Regions from separate parts of the Mus musculus genome. Here region 1 is linked to region 2. The links are chromatin contacts, called in public HiChIP or PLAC-seq maps. All regions are on one chromosome and are shown on one strand. The core of a region is the stretch at or near the end of the contact, and the rest is flanking DNA. Distances in the headings are between cores, read along the strand shown.

Region 1 (5,540 bases), core at 1,090-3,589, 550 kb after region 2:
AAAAAGAAACTGAATCCTGACGGTTCATTTTTATAGGACTCTCTAGGAAAGCTTTAAAAAAAAAAAAAAAAAACTTTGTTGATGTTCTGAATAAAGCTGATAGAAAACCGAATAAAACCCTAAACTGATGTTGATGGCAGAGTATCTGGCCGCCTTCTTCAGTCAGGGAGCAGGTGATTAAGGTGTTCACCTTGGAATTAGCTATTGCTAAGAGGAAGGACTGAAAGCCAGGGTACAGCGCATGGCCAGCTGAACTAGCACTCAGGCCCCACACCAAACCAGGTAGGAAGGCTAAGGTAAAAAGCTCACCTTGTACATATATGTCAGTCTGGGAGATGTAGGGAAAATGATTAAAGAACAATTATTTGATAATAATTAGGATATTTTAGTCATGGTTGAGAGATAAATTTTAAGTTTTTAAAACATGAATTCTATGAATCACTTGTGTCACATAATAATCAAATTTTTGTGTCCAAACATTATTAGCATAATAATTAAGTTTTGCATAAATTATGTAATAATTCCTTTGAGCTGTAATGGACAGTCTACATGCAGATACACTTTGACACACACACACATACACACACACACATATTAATTTATGAAAAATAAAAAGATACAGAGGTTTTGTTGAAATTTCTACCTAAAGTTAGTTCCAAGCTGGCTGTGGGGTGTACTTCTGGAATCCTAGCACTCAAGAAGCTGAGACCGAACAATGGCAAGTCCATGGCCAGCCTGGGCTATACAGATTGATTTTCTCTCTCAGAAAAGATATGCTAAGTCTGGGGAGATGACTTGGTCAGTAATGTGCTTCATAGAAGCGTGGAGACTGAGTTCCATTCTCAGAACCAGCACTTTAAAAGCCCAGGAGTGGAGTGTGCACCCACACTCCCAAACCTGGGGACATGGAAACAGCTGCCCGTGGGGCCTAAGAGCAAAGCTGCACCACACTGGAGAAATCAGGAGGGACAGGCGAGGTTGTCCCGAGGCCGCCACATGCATTTGCACGCATGTGCTTCCAAACCCTATACATGTGAACTCAAACACACAAGTGCAAGGAAGGTAGCAGGCAGCTGGCCCAAAGGAACATGAGCTTATTTGCTGGAGCCACTGAGCTACCGTAGCCTCTCAGCTACCCTGATCACCGGGTTGTTGCTTTGTTTCGTTCTGGTGTTTACTTAAAATTAAAGCACAGCAGTTACAACTAAAATTAAAGTTTAAATTTCATGACAGTAATTCTTGCAGGGTTTTTGAAAGCTGTTGTCTGGAAGTACAGGTGTTATTAAATAAACATCACCCTCGTGGGCTCAGTCAGATAATCGCCTCGTGAGGAGATATACATCAGGAAAACAACTTTGTTTTTAAAAAATAATAATATTAAATGATTTTATGATTTTTTTCCATTCATTGTTCCTCATCTTCTCCTGTGTTTCAGAAAGGTATACACGAGTGGAACTTCGGTGCTTCCTCTGTCAGGGGAGTGAGGTAAGGCTCCCTGGGCCATTTGGTGTACTTAGAAGACACGCTCCTGAGATATTCATAGCATATTTTATTAAATTAAATCATAATTTAAATTTGAAAAACATTTCAAGAACCGTTCTTTGTTATAAAGACTCAGCCTTCAGCCTCTCTCCCTGCTGCGAACGGTGCCTCACCATCATAGATCCTTGAGCTGACCCCATGCTTGTGACTCCGGGGTAAATGTGAACTGTGGCCTGGAGTCAGCATGTGGCTACAAGGGAGCCGTGTAGAGGTCTTCTCCCGCTGGCTGAGCTTTTAGTTAAGGCTGTAAGATGGCTTCCTGACCTTTGTGTTACCAGGATCTGTGGATCCAAGCTCTGCAGGACATCAACCAGGCTACACCCTGAACTCGAATTAATGATGACATACAAATAGGAAATTCATTAAATTTTCCCCCAAGGTTACTGTTGATGCAATTATGTTTGTGAGGTCACAGTGACAAGCCAGTTCAGTTCTAAAACTTTGTCATAATGCCAATGACTCAGAAAAAGAAAAAAAAAGTGCTCTCTCCTGGGGATTAGAAATAAGGTTATGGGTCAGAATCCAATGTCAGCAGTTAAGTGTTTGAAACTTTGTTGTCTAGAAGTCCGGGTCTCTAGACTCATTCAACATTCAGACCAAATTCTGTTTACTACTGTTTGTCCCCACCACCACCACCACCCCCCCCCCACCACCCCCATGGAAATGGGAGACAACAAACAGACTTCTGCAGGCGGGTTGTGCAATATCCTGTTGCTTTTGCAAGGACTGTAGTTGGTTTTGTTAGAGCATGAACTGGTAGAGTAGTGAGTCACAGATAATTTTAGTTTCCCCGGTAGAGCTACCTGTTACCTCATGAGTGATTGAATAGAAGCAAGCGAGATGAAGCGGCTGACTCATGTCTTTCCAATCAATACCTTCTCAAAGCTCTAAAAGCTTAATATTCAACTGCTAAAGCACTCGTCAGCAAGGTGCTCCTGACTTACTGCTGCCTTCTTCAACAGTCCTTCCACTATAGTTGCTCTGCATTTCCATTCCACCTCAACAGAGCTGTTTTACAATGAATTAGCCCTTGTTAATTAGGCCTGGCAGCCCATCCTTACCGTTCTCGTGACTCACGGCGTGTACATAGCATACCTCCTGCCATCTGGTGATTGCTGGTTCTGCTTTGTAACTTCAAAGACTGTCACCTTTACCTGGCTTCCTCCTCTATAAAGAAAGAGTGACAAACCGAGGAACAACCCAACCAGCTCTACAGTTTGCCTGGCATCACCCATGTACCCAGCTCAAGTCAGTGGCATTTATTGAGCACCACCTGTGTACCATATTGAGTCCTATTCTGCTAGAGATTTATAGGTGGCGAAGCTAGCAAGTCCTCTTGAATAATTTGCAGTCAGATGGGAAGGGGAACAACCAGTGATGGTGTGGTGTGAGGTGAGCAATGGCTTACTAGAAATGCATTTAGAGCCGAGAGCACAAAGCCTTTCTTCCTGGAGTAGAGATAGGGTAGCTAGGGTAGGGGAGGGCTCACCTGGCCTGAGATGATGATGACAGTCTTTTTTTAAATCTTGGAAAATAATAAAGTCTAGCCATGGTGACACACACCTGTAATCCTTGTACTCGGGAGGCCGGATCAAGAAAAACCTGAGTTCAGGGTCAGCCTGTGCTTTGTAGTGAGTGTGGGCTCACCCTAAGGCACACAGGAAGGCCATTTCTCAAAAACCAAATGAAGCTGCGTGTCCCCAAATGAAGAAAACCAAAGGTGACTGAATAAGGCTTGATAAGTTACGTTCATGGGCCAAATAGGGACCTTTGCTTGTTTTATCAATAAAGTTTTGTTAGACAACAGCCATGATCTCATTTGTAGCTAAGGCTTCCATGCTCCAATAGCAGAACTGAATGGTTTGGCCTGTAAAACCTAAAATATTTAACTATCAGGCCCATTACAGAAAACATTAGCCAACTTTTGGCATAAACCACCTAGCTTACCAAACTCCAAAGTCTTCATGTTGTTCTGCAGTAAAGCACTTGTTGTGTCCAGTTCAAGCTGGTCCACATTGCTTTGCTCCTTTAAAATCTCTATGGCTGGGCTGGAGAGATGGCTCAGTGGTTAAGAGCACCGACTGTTCTTCCGAAGGTCCTGAGTTCAAATCCCAGCAACCACATGGTGGCTCACAACCACCCATAATGAGATCTGACACCCTCTTCTGGTGCATCTGAAGACAGCTATAGTATACTCATATATAATAAAATAAAATAAATAAATCTTTAAAAAAAAATCTCTACGGCTAGTGCAGTGCCTTTACTCCCTGTATGAACTGTCTCCCTAGCTCTGGAAGCTTCTCCCAGCTTCTCCCATAGGCCGAGAATCACTGAAACCAGCCAGCTAGTTGGTGTGTATGCATCCTGCACAGTGTGGGTCAGTGCAGATAGGACTCATCTCCATACCAAACCCAACGTGTGGCTCATGTATATGTTCCACACAGCAGAGCCGCCCTGCCCTGCAAAGATGAGTAGGACTACTACCTAATGTTTGTATTATTGTCTGGGGAATATCGCTCTTGAAAGTGCTATTTGTAAATGGCAGTGATGCTGTCCGTAGCAGGGTTTGATATAGAAAGCACTTATTTTTCATTAGAGGTATGTGGAAACCTCTATGTTTGTTTGAATAATGTGGGTTTTTGGTTTGTTTCAGCATCTCTAAGTTTGAAGAACGATGCTGTTTCCTTTATGTGCTTCACAATTCTGATGACTTCCAAATCTACTTCTGCACAGAACTTCACTGTAAAAGGTACGCGCTTGTCACTGGGTGTGAGACGGGCTGTTTTCACTTGATAGCTGCTTTCAAGTAAAACAAGTAGCTTCTGAATGGTGAGGCGGTTATATACATTCTCTCTCTCTCTCTCTCTCTCTCTCTCTCTCTCTCTCTCTCATTCACACACACACACACATGGCAAGGTGGTTACACACATACAAACCCACAGAGAGGCGGTTCTACACATGGGAATGCAGTTTTACACAGTTACATATATACACACACACAGAGCGAGGTGGTTACACACACACACACACACACACAGAGCAGGGTGGTTACACACACACACCACACAGCAAGGCAGTTGTACACACTTTACTTGAATCCTGCTTTATAAGCATGCAGCATTGGATTTGGGGGTTCTGTCTATCAAATCAAGCCTTTGCCTCGTCACAGTGTATTTTACACAAAACATCAGCCGACAGGTTAATTGTTTAATACAGTGCCTCATTTCTTAAAATACTTACTTATTAGAAATGAGTGCCCAATTTTCCATGATCAAATTCTTTAGCGTAAATTTACGACTGTCTGCAACTGTGACCCTGCTTCCTATAGAGCTTCCTAGTGAGTGTAAGCAATAGGTACCTGAGCGCCACTTCAGACTAATTATACTGGCCTCTCTGGTGGCCACGTGGCCTGGTAATCTATACCAGTGAAATCGACAACACCCCCCACCCCTGCCCCAAATCTATGATCTTTACTATATGTTTGCATTGCTCTCCCCGATAGACTGCTCTTAGTTACATATTCCATATCCCCTTAGAACAGTGATGGGCCACCTGTGAGGCAGAAGATTAATGACCACTTAGAAGACAGAGCAGAGGTGAAAGCCAGTCTGGATTTAAGTGCCATTAACTGTTCTCTTTTCAAGTAACCTCCACAGTAAATGACTGAGACGCTGACTCGGTAGACAGTGACTTGCTTTTATCTTGATGCTCATCCCCAACGTAGCATCCATTTTAATCTTTAGTGGAATCCTAGTAGGTACATGTGATTACCATCTTCAGTGAAAAAAATAAAGAAATAAAACTTTTGAGAGGTAACCACTTTAAAATCATATGGCCAATAAGGGAAAAAAATGGAGCCTTGACCCAGTCACATGGGACTCCGTATCATGCTCCAGAGACAGTCACACTGGAAACTTTTCCATTAGTGGCTGGTGTGCAACTTCATGTTTGACTTGAAAGCCATTGTCTAGCGTTCTTTTGCTTACATCTCCCTCTTG
Region 2 (5,181 bases), core at 2,171-4,670:
GACTTGCTGGTTCCCCACAAGGCTTTCAATACCCCAAATCCCCACACTTAACATCTTTATTAAGATTGGGAAGATTTTCTGAAATAATACATTCATTTGCTGGTTTTATGGAGCAGATGATATTATGGTGTGGTGGTTTGAACAGGAATGGCCCCCACAGGCTCATATACTTGAATGCTTAATCATTAGGGTGTGGATTCCAATGGATTAGGAGATGAGGCTTTGTTGGAGCAGATGAGGCCTCCTTGGAGGAACTGTGTCACTGGTGTGGGCTTTGGGATTTCAAACGCTCAAGCCAAGCCCAGTGTCTTTCTCCTGCCTGCTGCCTGCTGATCTGGTTGTAGAACTCTCAGCTCCTCCAGGACCATGTCTACCAATGTGTCACCATGCTTCCTGCAATGCTGATAATATACCAGACTTCTGAAACTGTAAGCAAGTCCCCAGTTAAATGCTTTCTTTCCTTTATAAGAGTTGCCATGGTCACGGCGTCTCTACACAGCAATAGAATACTTGCTAAGACATATGGCAACCCTATCTATCCAGACCTGACTTTCTGTAGTCTCATCCTACCTGTGGTCCAAAAAGAAAATATTAAACAGGAAAATCCAGAGATAATTCATGTCTTAAAGCACATACTATTAAAATTAGGCATGATGAGGGTTCACTCCATCTTGTTCTTGCCAACCCATGTGCCTATGTGTATTGTGTACGTATGGGGGATGAAAGAATGGATGGAATTTTAGACATTCATGGTGGGGAGCATTGGGATTTATTTTTTGTGGATAAAGGTAGACAACTGTTCTTGTCAGTAAGATTTCCAAGCCTCTTTCTTATGTATTATGGAGTGCCATCCAGAGAGGAGCATTCAGATTCAGATTTAAGTCAATAGAAAGCCCCCCCCCTTTTTTTTCCTGCCTGTGACTACACTGGGTGTTTGGGATCCCAGTGTAGCCCAGAGCCTTTCTCAGGGTGAGTTTTGAAGAATTAAAAACTGTATCCTGTGTGGACATACCTCAGTTAACAAGAACAGGTATCCATATGCACAAGCACGAAGGCCCAAAAATATAGAGTTTATGAGCATTTACGGTTTCAGAGGGACAATGGCATCATCATTGTAGACAGCATGGTACGATAGGAACATCAACTTGAGAACTCAAGATTGTAAAGCACAAAGCAGAGATGGGAGGTGGGGGGAGAGGGGGAGGAGGATAGGGGAGGAGAGAGGGGGAGGGGGAGGGAGAACTAGAAATGTTTCGAGCAGATCCTACCTTCAGTGACACACTTACTTCAGTCAGCCCATGCAGGAGAAAATGCAGGCATTACCTGGTGGCCAGCTTACATGGTGGCACACTGGCCTTCTAAATAAGAAGCAAGGCTCAGCGTGCTGCTGCAGTCAGAACACTGGATTCTGAAGTAGAGCAGCTGATCGCTGGCCTGCAGACAAGTCTGCACTCCCCACGTCTGCTTTGATATGCTTCTTAGGCCTAGGGACCCTGGAGGTCTGAATGCCCACCGTCCAAGCTGAGGTAATGCACTAATCAGTCAGTTGATAGGCTTGCACTATGTAAGTGGTTGTTTATACATAATAAAGCAGACACTGTTCCCTGAAAAAAAAAAAAAAAAAGAAAACAAAAACAAAAACGAAAAACCAAGGTCAGTATGTTTAGATTGTGTTAAGGGCTGGGGGCCTACCGAGGGCGGACTGGGGCCTGTCACTCATGCAAGGGTTCCTGCCCGAAGCTTGTCCAGGAAATGTTCAGTAAAGGAGCAGTTTGTCACCGTTTGAACTAGAAATCTAGAAATCTAGAAAATCATCAAGCCTAGAAACTTCCATTTAGAGACATCTCTAAAGAGAAGTAATTACATTTCTATGAATTAAACTTGTTCTTTATGGAAAAAACGCTCATTGAGATAGGTCCCATTCTGTAAATCATATCGTTTAAAGTATGCCATCCAATGTTTTAAAACATAGTCACACACTCGTGGAATCAGTTCCACACTGTCACTTTGGAACATTTTATTACCACTTTCCCACACCCATTAGCACTGCTCACTATGTTCCTCCCTTGTGACCTACACCCAAATCTATTTTTGACCTTTATAAATCTGCCTATTACAGATACTTCATATAAACAACATTGACTAATGCATTGTCTTTTCTGAATAACTGCTGTCATTTAATGTAAGTTTTGTCATGTTGTAGCATGTATGAATATGCCAACCCTTTTATTATACATTCATTTCTATTTCCAAAAGCAATTGTTTGTCTTCCTCTAAGCCCTATCTTCTTGGACTCTTCAATCCTTATCACTCTGAGGGCTTCTCAGGAGGTACACATGTAGAACTTTTACGTGGTTTTATGGTGTTTTTTACTTAGTTAGTTAGTTCAATTTTTTTGGCTTTAGTTCAGTGACACAATGTTTGCCCAGCATAAACAAGAGCCTAGGTTCAATCCCTAGGGGAAAAAAAACCAAAACACCACCAACAAAAAAAACAAAACAAAACAAAAAAAAACAGAAAAACCTACACCAATAAACAGTGTCCAGCTACATTATGTGAAAAAGTAGTAAAAATTACTTAGAGTTTTACTAGTGCTCAGTTCTGGATAAATGATGCATAAGTCTCCTGCCTAGCACCTGCTGGAAAACATGCTGTTTGACTTGAATGCAAAAGTTCTCTTACTTGGGTCACCTAAACCCTAAGGCCTCCTTTTGGTTTTGCTAATACTTCTGTTTTGAAAATACTGTTAGAAAAATTAAGACCATTAACAAAGGTGATTTAGGCAAAGAAAAGGTATGGAGAGGAAGAATTACCAAATGCTGGGTTCTTCATTCAATAATCAATCCCACCCCGCCCCCCAAGAAAAAGAAGTGGCACAGAGAAACAAACCCTGATTGGCTATTGCTGACATTTTTGTCTGATCAATTAGCAGGCTCTAGCTGGCTGAGGTATGGCTGGCATGCCTGGTACTCAGTTTCTTTGGCTATAAGGGTTTGTTCTCAGGTTGTTATAATATGTTTACATATCAAAGGTGCATAGTTCATAGGCACAGGTGATTTTTATCACCCAAGTAAAGAGATAGCTTTAGACCAGACTCAACCCAGTTTAACAATATTGTGTACACCAGAGCTCTAAACCACTGCTGCAAGTCACTTCTTGGTCTGTCCTCCTCTTGTGCAGAGTGTTATAGAGTTTAACACCCTCAGGAAAAGACCACAACTCAATTCAAATTATGATTAACCAAATATACTATTTGTCCTACAAGGGCAGCTGCTTCTAAGCCAAAGCAGAAATGTGCTTTGCCTGAGTAAATGGGGGGGGGGGGAGTTTACAAATGAACACCACGATTACTTCACTTCTGTGGAATTTATAACACATAAGGAGTTGCCCCATTTCCCCTGTTCTCTTTGCAGCTATGTGAGGGGAACTGCCTCATGCCCTGCTTCAGGAGAAACTGCTATTCCCTGTCCACAGCAACTATGTGCATTTACAGAAGCCACAGCAAATGGTTGATCATTTCACAACAGTTACACAGCTTAGAGGGGGGTGGACAAGGGGTCAGAGCTTTTAGGAATTTAGGTCAGAGGCTAATGGTTACTATAGTAGGAGTCTGGTATGAAATGGAATTTCCTTAGCCATCACAAATGTGAGCTACACATTAATAACCTTGTTTGTTTATCCTGTGATTATCTGTCTGTTGATACAGGGATCTGTCCCAAATAAGAACTCATGGGGATATAGAAAATCCCATCTTCTGCATGGCATCTCTTGGGGTCACTTCTCCTTACCTGTCAGTCTCCCAGCTTATTTGCGGGGGACTTCAGTCTCCTCTCTGATCTCTTTCTATCCTGAGCTCCCTCAATGTGTTACCTTCCATATAACTCTGTAATTGTGTGCAAAGCAATACATCTTGAACATAAGACTTTGACCAGAGAGGTTTTAACTCATCATTACTGCCAAAGCAACCCACAACTCTCTCTTTAATTAATGACTTTATTGATAAAGGATGGTGAATCATTAAACTACTAAATGTATCTGGGTAAAAAAAAAAACATGATAATGATTATGGAAATGATAGGTGTGGTAGACAGAACAATGCCCACAAACTAACTCTCTCTCTCTCTCTCTCTCTCTCTCTCTCTCTCTCTCTCTCTCCCTCACACACACACACACACACACACACACACACACACACACACACACTTAGAATCTTTTCCTCACATGACAAAGAAAAGCTTTCACAGATGTTGATTAAATTAGGAACCTCTACCCTTCAAGACTCATGGATCTATGCAGAAGGGGAGATAGAAAGATTGTAAGAGCCAGGGTTGGTGGACAACTCTAGGACAACTGCATCTTCAATACAAAACAAGGATAATGCACAAGTGAACTCACAAGACTGTGACAGCATGACCTGCACAGGTTCAAACCACAAACTCCCAGCACAGAGAAGGGGAAGTGGACACCATGTCCCACTCCTAACCAAGAAACTATTTGCAATTAGTACCTGATAGAGAAGGGAAGATCCGTTTTCCTCTAATGGAATGTCACTGGGTACATCAACCACACTGTAGGGCAGACCTCATGCCCAAGAATAATAGTTGGCCAACACAAAACAGACTCCATGGTGCGTGTGCATGTGTGCATGTGTGTGTGTGTGTGTTGGTATTTTTGTCTTTTTTTAGTTTGTTTTGATTTTTGTTTTTGTTTGTTTTTGCTTTTGCTTTTTTTTTGGAAGAGAAAAAGCATGAAGTTGGATGGTTAGGGAGGTAGGTAGGTAGGATCTGGGTGAAGTTAGGGGAGGAAAAAGAAAAAATGTGTGTGTGTGTGTATAATGTTTTTAGTAAAATGATTTAGCTCTAAAAATAATAATGAGAAAGGAACCTTGAGATGAGGATATTATTATTAACTATTGAAGTGGACCCAGGATAGCCACAATTTAACCTTTACAAGTAAAAGAGGCAGAAAAAGCAGTCAGGGGAAGACAATGTGAGCAGGCTTGGATCTGGAAGGCAAGGCCACACAGAACAGGAATGTGGGCAGTCTCTAGAAGCTGAAGAGGCCAGGAAGCAGATTCTCTCCAGGGACAACCTAACTCCAGTGAGACCCAGTACAGACTGGACTTCGAAAACCATTAGATTATAACCTGGTATCCTTTTAAACTACCATACTCATAGCAAT

Evidence for each region. HiChIP or PLAC-seq counts read pairs in DNA pulled down with a chosen protein or histone mark.
Region 1: a contact with region 2 is called in a FOXA1 HiChIP or PLAC-seq map of pancreatic cancer cells. The contact joins two enhancer-like sites.

Annotation. Positions count from the first base shown.
Region 1 is chr10:20,075,047-20,080,586 of GRCm38.p6, forward strand. Map3k5 (mitogen-activated protein kinase kinase kinase 5) reads left to right here. Exons shown (of 30, transcript NM_008580.4): 12 at 1,436-1,485; 13 at 4,196-4,291. Among named protein-coding and RNA genes, the nearest start is that of Map7, 93 kb to the right of the region's middle. Within about 2 kb of position 2,340, at least 104 of the 459 cell types and tissues checked have an H3K27ac peak or open chromatin away from gene starts, as enhancers often do. A contact at or near this core is called in pancreatic cancer cells, where this site is marked.
Region 2 is chr10:19,523,076-19,528,256 of GRCm38.p6, forward strand. No RefSeq gene overlaps it. Among named protein-coding and RNA genes, the nearest start is that of Gm33104, 39 kb to the left of the region's middle. Within about 2 kb of position 3,421, at least 46 of the 459 cell types and tissues checked have an H3K27ac peak or open chromatin away from gene starts, as enhancers often do. A contact at or near this core is called in pancreatic cancer cells, where this site is marked.